2 separate regions of the Lactuca sativa genome follow, and region 1 is linked to region 2. The links are chromatin contacts, called in public Hi-C maps. All regions are on one chromosome and are shown on one strand. The core of a region is the stretch at or near the end of the contact, and the rest is flanking DNA. Distances in the headings are between cores, read along the strand shown.

What was found. A called contact is a pair of places that touch in the nucleus more often than the background predicts.
Region 1: a contact with region 2 is called in a Hi-C map of seed, with 7 times the contacts expected there. The contact joins the promoter of LOC111912001 here to the promoter of LOC111912020 in region 2. A contact is called at or near these places in 3 of 4 Hi-C or Micro-C datasets (leaf and seed).

The regions. Positions count from the first base shown.
Region 1 is chr7:170,271,419-170,275,156 of Lsat_Salinas_v11, reverse strand. LOC111912001 reads right to left here and starts at 1,885. Exons shown (of 5, transcript XM_052765850.1): 1 at 1,740-1,885; 2 at 1,450-1,631; 3 at 1,349-1,404; 4 at 1,018-1,267; 5 at 190-938. The coding sequence starts at 1,885. The coding sequence ends at 190.
Region 2 is chr7:169,802,300-169,805,874 of Lsat_Salinas_v11, reverse strand. LOC111912020 (CSC1-like protein At3g21620) reads left to right here and starts at 1,636. Exons shown (of 10, transcript XM_023907779.3): 1 at 1,636-1,901; 2 at 2,213-2,801; 3 at 2,873-3,008; 4 at 3,179-3,280; 5 at 3,372-3,494. The coding sequence starts at 2,242.

The DNA.
Region 1 (3,738 bases), core at 636-3,135, 470 kb before region 2:
ATAACAGATAGATGCCAAAACACAATCATTACCAACAAAGGGCATTAAAGTACATTATCAAAACATTGGAGTACATTGTTCCATAAAAGGGCATCAAAGTACATTATCAAAATGGAACCAAAAAAAGGCAACAAAGTACCAACTAAAGTGCATTAACAAGTCTTCACAAACATAAAAAGTACTTAAACATCAATTCCCATCTTTGACCTTGCAAATCCTGGCATTGTGACCCTTTTGCTTACACTTACTACATGTCACAGTTAAAAACTTCCTGCTTAGTGATTGAGTTTCATTATCATTTTGACTTTGACTGTTTGCTTGCCTCTTACGTTGCTGGATTTCAATCCTTTCCTCTGCTGTAATCCTTCTTTTCTTTTTTGGCCTGCCTATAGCTTTGTTGTGTGGTGGAGGCACAAGAGTTGTTGGGCAGTCACTCTTAGGCCACATGGCTCTACCTTTGATAGGCTCCACCTTGAAGGAGTACATCTCTTTCCATGTATCAAGCCAATACACCTTATGCACATAGGTGTATAGTTCTCCCACCTTTTCATTATTGTCTGCCATTTCATTTAGGCTTGCAATTGCATGCTTGCAAGGAATTCCAGTAAGCTCCCACTTTCTACAACTACACTCCCTTTTCTCCATGTCCACTACATGTTGATCATTCCATGAACCTTTAACATGATACTTTTGTCCCCCATTCCATCGTGCATGATACTTACTAGCTAGTGTTGTGTTTGCTTCCAAAATCCTAGTACCAGTTGGAGTTAATGGACCTTGACACTTGTTTAACACCTTCATCACATTGCATACTCTCTTCATAAGGTACTCTCTGATGAACTCCAAACAACTGATAATGGGTTTGTCTCTCCCTTTAACAAGTTTGCTATTGAATACTTCACAAAGTTTATTCAATAACATGTCTGAAATTGCCCTTCCTAATAGTTCATTAACAAAACAACAGTTAGTGTATATCTATACTATAATAAAAAATAAGACAAAAAATTGAGAAAATACCTGAAAAATGACTTCTAGCCCAATGATGTGGAGAGATTTTCAAGAGCCACTGATATGCTTCTATGTCATAATTCCTTAGCTCTACCATTACAACTTCAAACTCTGGTATGGTGGTGGCTGTAGCACACCTCCAAAAATACTCCTTGTACTCTGTAGTCTTAAATAACTTCCTCATGTTCTGGTATATGTGTCTAATACATAACCTGTGTTCTGCATTAGGGAACAATTGTTCTATGGCTGGTAGAAGACCCTGTTTTCACCAAAACAAAATAAGTAATTAGCATTAGTCTGTAATGAAACTAGTATGCAATATTAAATGTAACTATAATACCTTCTGTCTATCACTGATAAAGGTGAAGTTGGAATTTAAATACAAGTCAAGATCTTCTGCAAAACACTAAAGAAACCATTTCCAACTTGAAGTGTTTTCACTTTCAACAACAGCATATGCCAATGGGTAGGTTCCATTGTTGGAATCAACACCAACTGCACTTAGTATTTGACCTGGGAAAGGTCCCTTCATAAAGGCTCCATCTAAGCCTAAAAATTCTCTCAAACCTGCCTTAAATCCTTTCTTCAAAGGACCTAAACACACGTATATCCTTCTGAATTGCCTAGTTGGGGATGAAACCACAGGTTCAGAAACCACATCAAGCTTTACAGTTGTACCTTCATTTGTCTTTTGTAGCTCTAGTACATAGTCTCTCAAAGCTGCATATTACTTTACGTAATCCCCTGCAACACTTTTGGTGGTTAATGCTTTTGCCCTAAATGCTTTCTCTTCTGAAATACTAACTCCATAAGTTGATTGGAGTTGCTCTTGTAGGGCACGAACAGGCAGTCCAGGATTAGCTTCAATCCGATCCATAATACGTTTGGAAAGAAATGTTGTTGTGCAAGATCTGATTTTTCGTGTTTGGAGGCAGATGTGTTTCTGATTATAGGTCTTAATAAACCAATAATCCTGTTCACTTGACCTAGATGTATGAAGTTTCCATGTACATTTAACTTTATCTGAGTTTACATCTTTACCCTTTACCTTTTTCCCAGAGGTAGGTCCACCTACCCCACTTGCATTTAAAACTACAGTTCCATCATAAACAACTGTTAATCTACTCTTGTCGTTTTTTTTGTGAATGAGATATTCCTCCTTGCCTCTAAAGCATGCAGGTCAATTTTATCTTTCAATTCTTTCTTGGATTTATATTTCTGCCCAATATGAAAAGCTACCTTGTGCACCTCACCAGCAGAACATAATGTTTGTTTCCCCAGCTCTTTGATCATTTCTCTTCTTTTCCTGTTGTCCCCTGAGTCATCACTTAGTGAATCCCACTCGTCATTATCAATTACCTCCAAATCCTCTTCTTCATCACTATCTTCATTTCTTTGACCACCCATACTTTGACATCCATTGAACTCTGCTTCTGTATCAATATTTAGATTGAAATCCTCCATGTCAACGTCAACATCTTCAATTATGTTGTCCTCATCAATCATAAAGTCACTATCTTCATCTTCACTGTTTTGATTCTCAAACTCAATGTCATCAGGCTCCTCTTGTCTCCAGTCATCATTGAAAGGAATATTATCTTGGCCTTCAAACCGGCCTTCAAACCCATTAAATGGGATGCTATCTTGGTCTTCAAACCCTTCAAAAGGTTGAAATTTTGTCATTAACTCATCATCTATGTTGATGTTAGTTGAAAATTCATTGACTCCTTGAGGATCATTATCCATGACAACTCTATACCCCTCATCTGCAAATCTTTCTACACCCTCACCATTGGATTTGTTCATGTCAAGTTCTTCATTCACATCAATCTCTTTATTTAACTCTTTTTCTACATTAACTACAACATATTCATCTGTAAATCCTTCTACACCCTTACCTTTATCAACTTCACCACTTGCCATTGTTTTTTCACCACCTTCCCAATCCAAGTTAAGCTTTCTACTACAAGACGATGCCCCTTTACTATGTTTCCAACCTTTAGACCTACTAAATTCAGGTGTTGCTGATTTGTATAAGGTTAATGCTAACCCTAAATCACCCTCACCAACATCAATTTGGATTAGAGTTACCACTTCATGAGCAACTACAGGTGATGAGGGTCTAAGAGGACCATGATTGTCCATGTCTTCTATTATAACCCTTCTTAGACCAGGTGGGGACATAAAATATGTAAGCAAGTTCGTTTGACCATGCTCTGTGTACACTTTAATCATTTTGTTATTATGGGTAACATACTGTGAGAGATTACGCACATCATCATCGTTACCTAATGCTCGGAGTCCAAAGTCAAATCCTTCATTAGGCAAACGGAAATGGTAATACATGATTTTAGTACCATCATACCCTAATTCTCTCATCATCAAGTCTAGTTCATGATCAAAAAATTCATCAATGTCGACAACATCAAAGTACCTTACTTGGCCATTAATATACCTGATATTTGGAAACTTTGTGAAACTCCCTCCGTGATGAAGTTCACTAGAGAATATGTTGAGGTAAACATCTTCAAAACAGAAATAGACGATTGTTAGTTAGAGTTTTTCAAAGTTTGAAGCTTGATCATAAAATACAGAGTTTTCTAAGTTTGAATCTTACCATAAACTTCTTGAACGTTGACAATCTCTCCAACATTTCTAAGTCCCCACATTTTCAAAAGCATGAACACAATCCAATTTTCAGACGATCGTTAGGGTTTTTGCGTTTGAATC
Region 2 (3,575 bases), core at 387-2,886:
TAATTTAGAAAGCTATTTCAACTAACTTTTAATAATTTTAAGAACTTTTAGTTTTTATATTTTATGTCATCATGTACCTTCAAAATTTTATAATTACATATTTCCAAACATTTCTATATAAATAATATTAAATCACAGTTTTGGTCTTTGTGTCTGCACATATACATATCTGTTAAGGTTATCAACATCGAGATCATATGATTGTTTTTCGTTTTGGGATTGTAAGATCCTACCAAAATCATTTTAAAACTTAAAAAATACATGCTCATCCATCAATTAACCATTCTACTAACAATAAATAGTTTAAAAATTGAAAATACATCAATATACGTAACTGAATAAAAAATTCAAATGAGTTTTTCTAAAGTTCATATTCGGATCACTTAGTCGATACAAGACAAACTATTAAAAACTAAAGAAAATGGTAACAATATTACGATCCCATCATACAATCCTATTATGATCCTACATAAACACATTCAAAGTAAGATCGAGATTGATTTACCTAAATGACATCATAGGATCGTATAACCTTACGAAGAGGATCACAATTTTAACAATTTAACTATCGGCAAGTTGAGTCAAAGTTTATAAAAATTATTGTGGCTCCTTCCATGGCTTCCAAAAGTTACATGTGTGGTCTCTAAGACTAACTCCATTAATTTTCAACCATTAGATGCATGTATAATGGTCATTATATCCCTTTTTATGTTATATTTTATATTCACATTATTAATAACTTTAGGAATCGTTTTTATAAAATAATAAAACAACACCCAAAGGATTTCAACAATCGACTATTACTACCACCCTTCTATCTTCCATAACTATCTCCTCCAATCTCCATATCCAGTATCAACCGTCTTCTTCATCTTCGTCGATGTCCCAATCAACACCTATGTGCTCTCTTTACCACCTCATCTCCTCCGGTTGTATCTTTATCTCATGTGGCCTTAAGACCGACCAATGATGGTGGTGGTGATTGGTGATAATGATGATTAGGCTTCAACACCGATCGTCGGTGTCCCAATTAACATCATTTTGCTTTCTCTAACCACCTATGGCCTCGTCATGCCTACCCTTCTTCTTTCCTTTCCATTCTGATTTAGGGTTAGGGTTATAGTTAGCTTTGTAGTCGAATATTGTTTTTGTTTTATCTTTCACTTATAGATATAAATTTTTCTTTAGGATTCAATTAAGTTTTGATTTTAGATTAGGCATTTAAATTTGGTTTAGGTTAAGGTCTATGAATATAATGGGGGTAGATAAGGCTTTTTTATTAAACAATTAAAATAAATATAACAAGAAAATGGAAAGATAGAAATTTTCATAAATAACTAAGGGACCAATTGTAAAAGATATCACAACCGATCAACTATAATAAATTTTAAAAATTTAGACTTAAACTTTAAATTGGTATAAACCACAAGAGTAATTTACTCTATAAATAAAAGCTTTTCCACTTAACAATTTTGATTCATCCTTATGCAATACAATAATACAATTACAATTGTCGTTAGTAAAAGATATCTTAGTATGAAAGTAAGAAAGTCCAACGGAGTCCATATAGAATATAGCCGTTACTACGATCCGATGCCACGTCTCTACAACTTTCAAACCCAAAAAGCCCACCGCCTTCCCCTTCACCTTCAACGAACGTTTACCAAATCACTCACTCTCTCTCTCTTTCACACACACACACACACACACACAAGTCCAACACCGCTATAATCAATTTCTTCCAGACGGATTCCTACACTCTGTGTATCGTCTTCATCAGCATCTTTCACAGGCTTCAAATCGACTAAAAGCGTCGAGTTTTGTTCGGCATCTGAAGGATTTTTACAAGTATATCGGGTACTAATTGGAGCACAAGTTTTGAAGATACCCGAACACAATCAGTACGTATCTACGATTTTTCCGTATATTTTGTGTTCGATTGTGATTATTCATCGATATGAATTCGTTTGAAACCCCCAGTTGATGCTGCGTAGAATTTACTTATTTCACTGGTTAAACAGGAAGCTCTTCTCATCATATTTCTACAATTATAACAAATTATTATCGACTTGAAGAACGAAACACGATAAAATATCGTCGAAGATCAATACAATTGTGATTTCTCACTGAATTTGAAAATTGTAGTGGTTGTAACTTGGAATTAGGTGTTAAATAGGATTCTGACAGTTTTTTTTTAATCAATCTTCTTCAGGTGAATACACAATTTTGTGAAGTAACATTATGGCTTCAAGTTCTGAAATAGGGCTTGCAGCTACCATAAACATCCTCACTGCATTTGCATTTTTGGTAGCATTTGCCATACTTCGGATTCAACCTATAAACGATAGAGTGTATTTTCCAAAATGGTATCTAAGGGGATTAAGGAGCAATCCACTTCAATCAGGTGCATTTGTGCAGAAGTTTGTAAACTTAGACTTCAGATCATACTTGAAGTTCCTCAATTGGATGCCTGCTGCATTACGTATGCCTGAGCCTGAGCTTATCGATCATGCCGGATTAGACTCTGTTCTTTACTTGAGAATTTACTTGACAGGGTATTCTTCCACTTCACCTTACTTTGTTTATAACTTTTACCAGATGCAATTAAGAATACTGATTAGTGTTCTTGATTTGTTGTTCATAATTGATATCAGATTGAAGATCTTTGTTCCAATAGCATGCCTTGCTTTCTCAGTTATGGTTCCAGTCAATTTCACCAATCGAACTTTGGAGGAATCTAAATTAACATATAGTGACATAGACAAGCTTTCAATATCCAACATTCCCACTGGATCAAACAGGTAATAATGACAACTTATTATATATTTTAAAAAGATTGAATCCCAATATAATTTTACAATATGTGTTGCAGATTCTTTACACATATAGTCATGGCATATGCCTTTACCTTTTGGACATGTTATATTTTAAAAAGAGAATATGAGATAGTTGCATCAATGAGGTTGCATTTTATCGCATCAGAAAACCGAAGACCCGATCAATTTACAGTAAGATTATTATAAAATCATATATATATATATATATATATATATATATATATATATATATATATATATATATATATATATATATATATATATATATATATATATATATATTTTATTTATTGAATTTGTATTTTAATAAATCAAGATTATTTAACATTTTAATTTTGTAGGTGCTAGTTAGAAATGTCCCTCCTGACCCTGATGAATCGGTCAACGAACTCGTGGAACACTTTTTTCTAGTCAACCATCCTGATCACTATCTATCTCATCAGGTTTTTTTTTTTTTTTTTTTTTAAATTCTTATAAAAAAATATATGTTTTATAAATTTATTCAGGTTTCTTATAAGCAGATTGTCATTTCAGGTTGTTTATGATGCAAACTTGCTCTCTGATTTGGTAAACGAGAAGAAAACAAAGCAAAATTGGCTTGATTACTATCAACTTAAATATAATAGAAATAACCAGTCAAAAAGACCATCAGTAAAGGTATTATCACCATAAATGACCATTTTACCCTTTATGAATTTGTTTTCTTTTCTAAATGGGATTTTCTTATGAATTTGTTTT